3 separate regions of the Mus musculus genome follow, and regions 1 and 2 are each linked to region 3. Evidence: chromatin contacts called from public HiChIP or PLAC-seq data. All regions are on one chromosome and are shown on one strand. Each heading gives the region's core, a stretch centred on a gene start, on an enhancer-like site or on the middle of the called end of the contact. The rest is flanking DNA. Distances are from core to core; before and after follow the strand shown. Region 1 overlaps Parn (poly(A)-specific ribonuclease (deadenylation nuclease)). Region 2 holds the start of Pdxdc1 (pyridoxal-dependent decarboxylase domain containing 1). Region 3 overlaps Abcc1 (ATP-binding cassette, sub-family C (CFTR/MRP), member 1).

The links. HiChIP or PLAC-seq counts read pairs in DNA pulled down with a chosen protein or histone mark.
Region 1: a contact with region 3 is called in a FOXA1 HiChIP or PLAC-seq map of pancreatic cancer cells. The contact joins two enhancer-like sites. A contact is called at or near these places in 1 of 115 datasets of contacts at active chromatin or transcription factors (pancreatic cancer cells) and 1 of 9 other capture datasets (pancreatic islet).
Region 2: an HNF4G HiChIP or PLAC-seq map of pancreatic cancer cells shows a contact between it and region 3. The contact joins the promoter of Pdxdc1 here to the enhancer-like site in region 3. A contact is called at or near these places in 2 of 39 promoter capture datasets (HPC-7-derived erythroid cells and hippocampal neurons), 2 of 115 datasets of contacts at active chromatin or transcription factors (the 230-238 cell line and pancreatic cancer cells) and 1 of 9 other capture datasets (adipose tissue).

What each region holds. Positions count from the first base shown.
Region 1 is chr16:13,586,208-13,589,956 of GRCm38.p6, forward strand. The region is part of intron 21 of Parn (poly(A)-specific ribonuclease (deadenylation nuclease)); the gene reads right to left. Among named protein-coding and RNA genes, the nearest start is that of 2310015D24Rik, 67 kb to the left of the region's middle. Within about 2 kb of position 2,119, at least 38 of the 459 cell types and tissues checked have an H3K27ac peak or open chromatin away from gene starts, as enhancers often do. A contact at or near this core is called in pancreatic cancer cells, where this site is marked.
Region 2 is chr16:13,900,933-13,904,856 of GRCm38.p6, forward strand. It overlaps Pdxdc1 (pyridoxal-dependent decarboxylase domain containing 1), which reads right to left and starts at 2,213. Exons shown (of 23, transcript NM_053181.3): 1 at 1,983-2,213. The coding sequence starts at 2,003. It also overlaps a transcript of Mpv17l not described here.
Region 3 is chr16:14,449,692-14,453,261 of GRCm38.p6, forward strand. The region is part of intron 19 of Abcc1 (ATP-binding cassette, sub-family C (CFTR/MRP), member 1); the gene reads left to right. Among named protein-coding and RNA genes, the nearest start is that of Abcc1, 90 kb to the left of the region's middle. Within about 2 kb of position 1,785, at least 38 of the 459 cell types and tissues checked have an H3K27ac peak or open chromatin away from gene starts, as enhancers often do. A contact at or near this core is called in adipose tissue and pancreatic cancer cells, where this site is marked.

The sequences.
Region 1 (3,749 bases), core at 869-3,368, 860 kb before region 3:
ATGCCCACACCCTAGAATGTAAACTGTTCTCTGCTGCTCACATTCACAGCCCATGTTTCATGAGAGCACCCATCAAGTCAATTGGTCTCTCCTGAGCCTTGTCAGCACTTGAGATTTTCTCAGTGAGAGCATCAGGGGGCTCTCCAACACTAGGCTCTACAGTTCAGTAGCCAGGATGGTTCCTGGGCCTGAGGTCCAAAGGGGGCTTCCTACTACAACTGATGCCACTCCTTACAGGAGTCCAACTGAGAGACTCCCACACCACACACAGTAAGTGAGGAGACTCCTCCTGTCCCCTAGCAGAGATCCAGGTAGCTGCTTTCTAGGCCAGCCCTCTTCCAGGCAGTGATCACCCACTTGCCCAAAGACCCTTGATTATCAGGCTCCTCCTAAATCTATCCATCAGTCATGTCCTGCATTAGTCCCCAAGGGAGTCCTCCTAAATCTATCCACCAATCGTGTCCTGCATTAGTCCCCAAGGGAGTCCTCCTAAATCTATCCATCAGTCATGTCCTGCATTAGTCCCCAAGGGAGTCCTCCTAAATCTACCCACCAATCGTGTCCTGCATTAGTCCCCAAGGGAGTCCTCCTAAATCTACCCACCAATCGTGTCCTGCATTAGTCCCCAAGGGAGTCCTCCTAAATCTACCCACCAATCGTGTCCTGCATTAGTCCCCAAGGGAGTCCTCCTAAATCTACCCACCAATCGTGTCCTGCATTAGTCCCCAAGGGAGTCCTCCTAAATCTATCCACCAATCGTGTCCTGCATTAGTCCCCAAGGGAGCAGCAAACACTGAGAGGGAATACTTAGGACAATGCCAGCAGCAGCAGCAGCAGCAGCAGCAGCAGCAGCAGAAGAAGAAGAAGCAGCAGCAGTAGCAGCAGCCGCAGCAGCAAACCACAGATCTGCCTAGAATGTATGAGGACCTTGGTTCCACGCCCAGAGATAGAAAAAAGAAAAGCTGTGCATGGTGACACTGTCTCAGAAGACGAGGGCCTCATCAGAACAAAAGTGAAACATCACCTCACTGTATGGGGCATACTGGCATTCTTAGGGTCTTCTCTTTTAAGAACACTGCAAATGGGGGAAGAGCTCCCTGGCAAAGCACTTGCCCAGTGTGTGGAGGTTCTAGGTCCCACCTCCAGCACCAGAAAAAATTAAAGCTGGCCATAACTCACTCAGGAACCTCACAGCTCTGGTCAGGTGATCCACAGCTTGGAAACACCAGGTAGTCACCACCATTCTGTCCTCCCTCTGCTAACCAGCACTGCCCCTCATAAGCCCCACAAAGGCTTCTCCCTCAAGACTACAAGTGTTCCAAGCACCACCCCATAGTTCATACTTCAAGGTGCCAGGTCTCCTGGGGGTGGTAGCTGAGCATTACATGACATGTATTAGTTCAGCATGCCCCACTCTGAAGGAAAACACCATCTGTAACCATCCTACATCCAGGCACTGTGGGGCAGTGGCCAATGCCAGGAAACTTGGTAAAAAGTACACTAGGTTCAGAAACCCCAGCACCCACCTGAAGACAGCAGGGGTTTCCCTACTGCCAACCAGATTCCTGGCCTGGAACACGTGACCACACTCCTTACATAAAACATGACTAGTGGTCAGGAGCACATAACGGAGTTCTCCATGCTAGTGAGGTGTCTAGATGGTCCCTGAGGGGTTGTCCAGTCAGCTTCCTTTCCCTGACCTTCCTTCATGCAAAAGGTCTTTAATCTCTGGTTCCCCCCAGGAAGATATATGAACCCATTTTCCATGATGAACAATCAATAAACAGTATTGACAAGCATGCACTCTCATCAAGAACCATGCGGGAGGGGGATGGGGGTGGGGACGGAGGAAGCCTTTGACGACGTACAGAGCCACTGCCAAACCTCCCACAGAAGGCCCCTCTACTCCTGGGCAATTTCAGGTGAGCTAAACTGAGGTGCCTCTCCCTACCCCCTAACCTTCCCCATCCTTGACTTCTCTGGATGCCCCGGAGTTAGGGAACTCCAGCTTCAGCCTCAGCCTGTGCTGTTTCTCATTTGAGCTGAGGCCACCATCCTAGGCTACATTCTCCACCCCCTGAGCAGTGCTTTGGCGCTTCCCACAAACCCACCACTTGATGGCAACAGAAGGTAAATACAGTCTAGCATTCTGCGGTTTGTTTGTCCAAAGGAGTTCCCACACCCCTGCAGTGAGGCAGAACACAGAACCATAGGGCTCTACCATACTTTGCCCCACTGCCACTTGTGTAAACAGCATGTAAATATGTGTCAAAAGATGAATATGGGCCAGGTGATGGTGGCATACGCCTTTAATCCCAGCACTAGGGAGGGAGAGGCAGGCTAATCTATATGAGTTTAAGGGCAGCCTGTTCTATGGAGCTAGGTCCAGGACAGACAGGATTACACAGAGAAACCCTGTGGGAAGAACTTGGGGGTGTGTGAATTCATCCAGTAGAATGTCTGTCTGTCTGTCTGCCTGCCTCCCTCCCTTTTCCCCTCAGTCTTCTTTGTCAGAAATATCTTTTACAAATGCTAAATTAGGAATTGAAGCTCACTATCAACAATTCTTGGAAGCCATGGCCCATTTATTATGCTGTATAGCATTTATAGACATGGCAGCTTCCAAGATAAATTCAATTTGGCCTCAGTCCAAAGCTATGAACCAGTGTAAATGAAAAAAACAAAAAGCTTTCCAGACATTTTAAAATAAACAGACCCAGCTTAGAACACCCTGTACTTGGTCTGCTCTGGACTCTGTGCTATGGAGCACCCTAGCTGTGCAAGGCCTGTGCCCTCCTCTAAAGAACCAACCTGGTGCCCAATGTTGAGCAAAGCGCACCATCAACAAATGCTTTAAAGTGTTATTTTATTTTTAAACCTTCTGTAGTCAAAAAGAAAGAAATTCCACAATGGCAAGACTTATAGAACAGACAAGATTCCAATCTGACTGCTCACATACCAAACTCCTGTTTGCACTGTCTGCCTGCCCTTCCTGTCTCACGTATCTTCATACTGGAGGGTGAGCTCAGGCTTGCTTAGTCCAAGAAACCTTCCCTGACTCTGCTGTGTCTCCTGAGCCACCTTCTACTCCAGTGCTCGGTCTCTGTGACTTGCAGGTTTCAATGAAGCTATATCTTAAGAACCTTGTAACATTTTAACTCTTTCTCTTGTCACTAAAGGACACTGAGCATGAAGATCCACCACGTCCAGTGTCACACAGTGATAAATTAATATGAAAAGGGGGCTTCATTTGTCTGAAAATATAATTACAAAATGTGTGAATACATTTTCATCCCAGCACTGGGAAGGCTGAGGCCAAGTAAGACTGCTCTAAGTTCAAAGCCAGCTTAGCCTACAGAAGAGAGGCCTGGGTTAGAAGGAAAGGAAGAAGAAAAGCAAGCCTAGCTTTATTTATTTTCAATTATGTGTATGTGCGCAGGTATAAGCACTTGAGTGCAGGCACCTTCAGAGGTCAGAAATTCCCTGGAGTGGAAGTTAGAGGAATTGTATGCAGGTCATCTGTAAGAGCTGCCAGTACTCTTAACTGCTGACTTCTCTCTCTGGCCCTAGTAAGTATGTCCAAATATGGCCTGCTCATGATGTAAGCAATTGAGTTAAGTTAGATGTTAACAGGTAATTAAAATTAACACTATACTACAAGTAGGCCTTTTTAAAGCCACATAATACGCTATAATAATTTCTAAATTACCTATATAGTATCAGGTAAAAGAATTTGTGAGAAAAATAAT
Region 2 (3,924 bases), core at 963-3,462, 550 kb before region 3:
TCTGTGTAACCCTGGCTGTCCCTCACTTTGTAGACCATATCGACCTCAAACTCAAAAATCTGCCTGCCTCTGCCTCCCCAAATGCTGGGACTAAATTGTGTACCACCACCTGGCTGAGCCCTAGCTTTTAAAACAAAACATTTATAATTTTCACACTGGCCTAAGGCAGCAACTTTCAGCCCACATATTATGAATTCCTCAAAGTTCAATGCAATTAAAGTTCCATCCTAATGCATGCTGGAGTTTCAGTACCTCCTTAGATTTTCTTTGGAGGGCTTAAAATATTTTACCATCACTTAATATACAGAAACATACCATTTACACTAGAGTTCCTACCCACTTTTAGTTTTCAGATACTCTCAAAGGAAAGATCATCTTTGTTCTTTCAGGTTTCTAATGAAATGACTTAAAGCCTTGTAAAGAAATGGGAAACAGAATATTTTCAGCATCATTTTGTATTCAGCTACTGGAGTTACACACACAATCTCAACTAGTTCTCTGAGCTTCTGAATCGCTGATCGTTTCCCGATGTGCAGAATTAGCCTGTGCAACAGAGAATACTCGAAAGTATGCTTGGGTTCTTCTTACTAGGCCCCAGCAGTACCTCCCTTGTACTCCCAGGACTCTAGTTTAAAACACCTCCAAAAGCTGCTAAATGTCCCTGGGGAACAAACCTAACCCAAAGTTGAGAATCGCCATTCCAAGTGAAGCTCATGGTACCAAAAAGTCGACACTATGCTCGTCAGAAGAATCAAGGAAAAAAAACATCTTTTTCTCTGATTGCTTTCCACCCAATTTATACTTGAAATAGCCGAGGAGCAAGATATGCCACTGTGTGCACATGAAGACATCTGGCTTAATTTCTACAATTACTGCTTTCAACAAGTCCTGTAATATCAGCAGTTTGGGAGGCAGAGGCAGGAGGATCACTTTAAGTTCGAGACCAGCCTAGTCTACAGAGAGTTACAGAAGAGCCAGGGTTACTTTCACAAAACCGGGGACTGAACAAGGAGAGATTGAAGAAGGGGGCGAGGGTTGGTGGGGAGGATGGAAGGAAGGATTGATTTCACTTGTAGGGAAAGCTAGGTTTTTACATCATACCGGATAAGCAGAATTTCGAGAAGGGACAGAGAGAAAAGACTGGGAGGACAGAACGTTAGGCACTGAAAGCACAGTCCATGAAGAAACCCAAGGACCTGTTTGTTCTCAATAGCCAGCCCTTAGATGGGAACAATTAGAGTCTATTTAACATGCCCGAGTAGGTAGCCAGATCCATCAAGCTGCTGTTGCCCCAAGGGGTGAGCAGGGCTAGACACAGGTTCCCATGGACTTGGAATTGACCTGAAGTCCTCTCATGATTCTCACTCAGAAAGAGGAACCCAAACGTAGTGAGACCAGCTGGGACCACCTCCTCTTCCCAGCCCCCAAATAAACTCACCAGTTACAGAATACCCAACCCTTTCTGGATACCAGGGGTTCTAGTCTGGGGTTTGCTTGCTACAGCATCGGAATCACGTGGGGAAACTTCTTAAACTCTACAAACTGAGTTCCCGCCCACCCGAGCTTGAGACCCGAGGCTGCAAAGCCATGTTTTCACCAAGGTCCCCAGGTGATTCCTACGCCCGCCAAAAGTTACAATTTGTCTCCTAACTTGGAAAGCACTGAACATCTGTGGCTTTTGCAGGGGCCTCCGCGACAACTAGGACTTCTTCCCGTACGCTTCTGGGGCCCACACCGATTGCTCCTGTCACCCTACAGGACCAGCGCGGGTTCAGGCCGGGTCCTACGCCGAGCCTCGGTAAAGCCAAAGCCGGCTCCGACAGCGCCGGGCCCACCTCCCCTCAGCCACCGGGCCCCGTGACGTGGCCCGGCCCGGCCCGGCCCGGCCGCCCTCCTCCAACGAGACTCCTTAGTCCTACGGGGAAACCAGTCGCCCCGGTGGCGAAGACCCGGGACCACAGCGCCGCCCGCTCCTTCCGTACCTTCTCCAGGGACGCGTCCATGGCTGAGGCGTCCGGTGCTGGGCCCGCGGTGCTGGGCACTACTTCCGCCTCCCGCGGCCCGCAGCGGTTTCCACGCTGGCAGCGCTGACGTCCTCCCCGCCCGCAGCCGGCGGGGCGGAGAGGAGGAGGAGCTGCCCCGCAGCGCGGCCCGCAGGTATCCTGCGGCTTGCTGAAGGCGGGGCTAGGCCCGTCGGGTGGGCGGGGCCTCCCGGGGCGGGGCCTTCTAGGCTTCCGTACTTGGGCGTCACGCCGGCCGGTCCTAACGCTGCTTGGTGGCAAGAACCCCGTCTATAGGGCGGTCCAACTTGAAGCCTGTGACGACCGTCGCAATGAGATATCCACCAGGTAAAATACTATCGACTCAGCTGCACGGCCCAAGCCAGGCTTTCAAGTCCTCCGCCGTCAACACCGGTCAGGAATGGAGTAGTTATTTACCTTAGCAGCCTAAGACCAGCGCTCACCCTTGCGCATGCGCGGGATGATGTATTTTGTCAGCTCTTTCCTCAGAAGTCCAGACAGAAAGGAATTCGAGGCCGCTGTTCTGGCGTCCTCCCTCATGTCACAATGATGGCTTGTCGGAGGATGGGTAATAATAATGATAATAGTAGGTCTGTTGCCTTTCCATTTTATATCAGAGCAGAAATTTGATATGGAGGTCATTATTATCCGTTTTAGGTTTAGTCCCTTGCAGCCCGGCAGTACACCTCATTATTCCCGCTTCACACCCGCTAGGTGGGGGTAGTGCGTTTTTAGTGAGTAAGAGCCCGTGGGATTTGTTTCCTACATTGCTCCACTACTGATGGGTAGGTGAAATGGGATCTTACCACCATTGTGGTCAGTGAAACTTCCTGCACAGAAGTCTGATGATGCTAAAAACCACAAAGCTATCCCTACCCTCTCTATTTCTTATGCAGCATGCTCCCCCAAACCCCCAGGTTGGGTCGGGTTGTCAGTGTAGTAATTATCTGCAGGCGGTCTCTACTTTGTATTTGGATAAATGGCCTGCTTGTGTTGTTAACATTTCCTAGCAAAGAAATCGTGTGTGCTGCTTTTGAGTGACTCTCCAGTTAACTGGAAAAAAAAAAAAAAAGTGATGAAATAGTGCCTTTTTTTTTTTTTTCCTTTCTTTTTTGGTTTTTCGAGACACGGTTTCTCTGTACAGCCCTGGCTGTCCTGGAACTCACTCTGTAGACCAGGCTGGCCTCGAACTCAGAAATCCGCCTGCCTCTGCCTCCTGAGTGTTGGGATTAAAGGAGTATGCCACCACGCCTGGCTTGAAATGGTGCCTTTCAAAGACTGAAAACTGATGTGCTCCTGCTTGAACAAAACAATGTGTTATGAAAATTTCCAAACCTGTAGAAAGGACAAAAGAATTTCGGTGAACAGTCATGTGCCCATTAGCTAGATTAGTTGCTATTTTCTTCTTTTTTTTTATCACATGTGTATTCAGATAACTATCCATCAATATTTGTGCTGGTACATTACAACTCTGAACACTTCAATATTATTAAAGACTTATTTTTTTTAGGCAGAGGTACAAGAAGTGTCTCCTCCTCCACCTCATGATTTGGAGGCTAGACTAGGAGAGATGCCGAAGTCCAAAACAACTTGGCTTGGTGACTCCAAACCAAACAGCTAAGGTGCTGATGGTAATGGTGGTTGCCACTAAGTCTGATGGACAGGGAGAACCATCTCCTGCAAGATGCTCTCCGACTGGCATATGCGTGCTTACACACTCACAATTTTTTGTAAGCAAATAGCAAAATAAAAACAAGCAAACAAAAACAGTGCACAGGCTGTAGAGATGGCTTAAGAGGTAAAGGCCTCTACCACTAAGCCCGGACTGAGTTTGATCCCTGAGACTCACAGTGGAAAGAGTAACAACTCTGGAGTTGTCCTCTGACTTTTGCATGTGGCACAC
Region 3 (3,570 bases), core at 535-3,034:
GCCACTCCCATTGTACAGTTTCCCAGAAGTAAAACTCTCATCAAAGTCAATGAATGGAGATCCTGCAAATAGCAGCCTACAGTCTCAAGACTGGCCTGTGAGCTTGGTGTCACTAAGAAAAAGCTGTTTGCTGGCCACTCACCTGGCCATGTGAGCATGTATGGAACACCTACTGTATATGAAGTACTTATGCTTCCTTAGCCCATATTGTATACCCTCTATTGAAAGCAATTCCTATGTCAGAGCTTTGAGCCTGGGAGTTGGCTATAGAGTGTGGGCTGTGCTGTGCTCAGGCCTCTCTGTTTATCTTCACATCTCTCACTTCTCCATCCATCCGATCTTCCTGCCAGAGCTGGGATTATAGGCATGCACCACCATGCCTGGCTCACAGCCACGTTTTTGTGGAGAAAGGAGTGAAGTGGGAGTTGTGCTGCCTGGCTGAAGTGTGACGCATCTTGGGTTTAGTAATCTTTCTGAAGATCCCGTCTCAGACATTGTAATAGTCTCTGGGGGTGAGGTCTTTATATGGCATTTATAAGGGGAAACACACAGTTTAGGTTTGGTGACAAAATAACATGACACCCCCTCCCCCCCGGGTTGACCTTAAAATGTAGAAGCAGAAGGATTCATCAGACCACGGATTCAGCATAGGCATTGGGAGCCTAAGGAGATGCTAGGCATGGGGAGGAGGCAACCCAGAGACGCTGTAGGCACACGCAAAGGCTTCAGGACCAGCTTGTTTTAAGAAATGAACAGGAGGCTACAGTGGTAGCTACTGAATCAGGGTAGGAGATAGGAAGTGAGACAGTGAGGGGCTCACCCAGTAGGGCCTTGAAGGAGTCGGTTTGAATTTCATTCTAAATTTAGTAGGGAACTCTTCCTACTTATTTTTTGTTTTAAGTGTATGTATGTGTGTGTGAATATGAATAGACTGTGCAGTTGCCTGCGGAGACCAGAGGGAGTCAGATCCTCTGGTCATAGACAGTTGTGAGCTGACGTGTAGGTGCTGAGAATCAAATCCTGGGCCTCGGCAAGATCAGCAAGTACTCTTAACCACCAAGCCACCAAGTGGCCAAGTGGGGAAACTCTTGAATCCTTGAATGTCAGAGAAGAAACATCTGTCTAAGGACACAAAGTGGCTGGCCGCAGGGCAGGTCTCACGTTTGGTCTCTTGTTAGGGGATTGGGACTCATTTCCATGGCAGCATTAGGGTATTACCAGTGGCTCCTTGAAGTTTTTTCCTCCCCAGTAGGGGACAGGACTGCTGGAGGTTGAGGAAGGGTCTCACTTTGTAGTCTTGGATGGCTTGGAACTTCCCCTGTAGATCAGGTGGACCTTAAATTAAAACAAAACAAAATGAAACAAACCACCTTCAAAGTGGTAGGATTAAAGACATATTCCACTATGCCTTGCATATCATAGTGGTTTTTAATAGATGTCATATTAAGATGCCAGGATTACAACCTCTAATCACAGCACTTGAGGCGAAGGCAGGTAGATTACTGGGAGTTTAAGAAAAAAAGCTTTATTGAACTGTAATTCAGTACCAACCTTATGTCCCCATTGGATTTGTGTCAACTGGTGTTTGTTAACATCCTGTCTTGTAGCCACAGTGATTAACTTTAGAACATTCTGGTCACTTCAAAGGAAAACCAAGAGTCCGCATCCCTTGGCAGGCACTCCTGGACTCATATCCAGTCTTCTCTGATCTTTTCATGCCTGCACTATGAAAAGTTCATGTTTTCTGGCTGAGTCAAACCTTACATTCTCAAGGCTTGTCTGCATTGCAGCCATACCTCCTTCCAAGGCTGCGCAATTTGTCATTGTACTGCAGTGTATACTTAGAGCTTGCTCATCTAGGGAGGTGGGGGCAGGGATTGCTTCTGCTTGTTGACTGTTGCTAATTATTGTTCTGCTCTCTAGTGTTCCGAAAGAAAAGCTACAGTTCTGCAATCCCAGCAGCTGGGAGGCTGACGGAGGGCTCTGAGTTTAAGTAGTGTGTGCTGGAGACATAGTGAGGCTGTGTCTGAGGAGGAGGGGCTACGTCTTATTTTTTGCCTGTGTGATGGCCTGCATTCTTGCTAGCCTTCCTATCTGGTTGGAATGAGTTTTCTTCCACATGTTCATGTCCTTGTGGTTGCAAAGGTCTGCCCTAAGTCTGGTCTATTTGTTCTCAGGCAGAATTGTCCTTATCTCTTAGCTCAAGTGATGGATTGTGGGCAGTCTTCTGTTACTGTACTTCACTTCACCCTCCCCCCCCTCTCTCTTTCTCTCTTTCTCTCGCTCTCTCTCCCTCTCTCCCTCTCTCCCTCCTTCCCTCCCTCCCTCCCTCCCTCCCTCCCTCCCTCCCTCCCTCCTTCCTTCCTTCCTTCCTTCCTTTTCTTTCTTCCTTTTCTTCCCTTCCCCCTTCTTCCCCCTTCTTCTCCCTCCCTCCCTCCCTTCCTTCCTAGATTTATTTATTTATTTGTTTATTATATGTAACTGCACTGTAGCTGTCTTCAGATACTCCAGAAAAGGGTGTCAGATTTCATTATGGATGGTTGTGATCCACCATGTGGTTGCTGGATTTGAACTCAGGACTTTTGGGAGAGCAGTCAGTGCTCTTACCCGCTGAGCCATCTCACCAGCTCTCACTTCACCATTTCTAACTTGATGTGTAAGGGTATTCCTGAAATCCTGTTTGTGAAGGAAGTCTGTCTGTCTCTCGTCTTGTCCCCAAACCCAACCGTGAGGGTCCTTTGTACACATCATGGAGGACTGTGTGTTTTTTAGTTGCCTTTTTTAATATTAAAAAAAATAGTTCTGTGTTTAGTGTGTGCGTGCGCACACATGTATGTATGTGTAACACTTAGAGGACAAATTTTAGGGATTCAAACTCAGGTCTTCAGGCTTGGCAGCAAGCACTTTTATTCACTAAACCCTCTCCTTGACCCCAGTTTCTTATTTTCTATGAATGTCACTTTGTTTGGCAGTGAAAATACCTCATTCCTAGTCCAATGGTGGGTTCATTTCCCCAGTTCAGCTACCCAGCCTCCTGCTAGGTGTGATGTGGACTTGTCTCTGTCTTACCCAGCCCAGGCAGGAGGATTGCAGGTTTGCAGACAGCCTAGGCTCCTGTTTCTTGCCCTCTAAGCAGCAGATGCAGAAAGCTCCCTGTGTAGGGCACAGTTCCCTCAGCAGCTGCCTGTCTTCCTCACACCTGGAGAGGTTGGGAATGACGCTGGGGGTGCTGAAATTGTACAGGTCTGATTTGGGGGGAAAATGAGGAATCCACTAAGGGGCAATTGAGCTGTCCCCTCAAAGGAGGCTAGTCCACTGAACTCAGGAGGACTTCTGAAGCCTTCTTGAGTACAGGAACTATTGGTGACTCTTTGGTGCCTGCTCGAGGATGGCAGGTGAGCACAGCCAAGCAGTACCTGTGGTGTAGGAGGGGCCAGTGCCTGGCTTGTAGAGTCAGTGACCTTAACAGTGCTAGGAGAGACTCCAGGGATGTTTTGTGACTTTTCATGTGTTAATGTGTTCATTTAAAAAATACTGGTAAAGGACTGGGGTGGTAGTTCAGTGGACAAG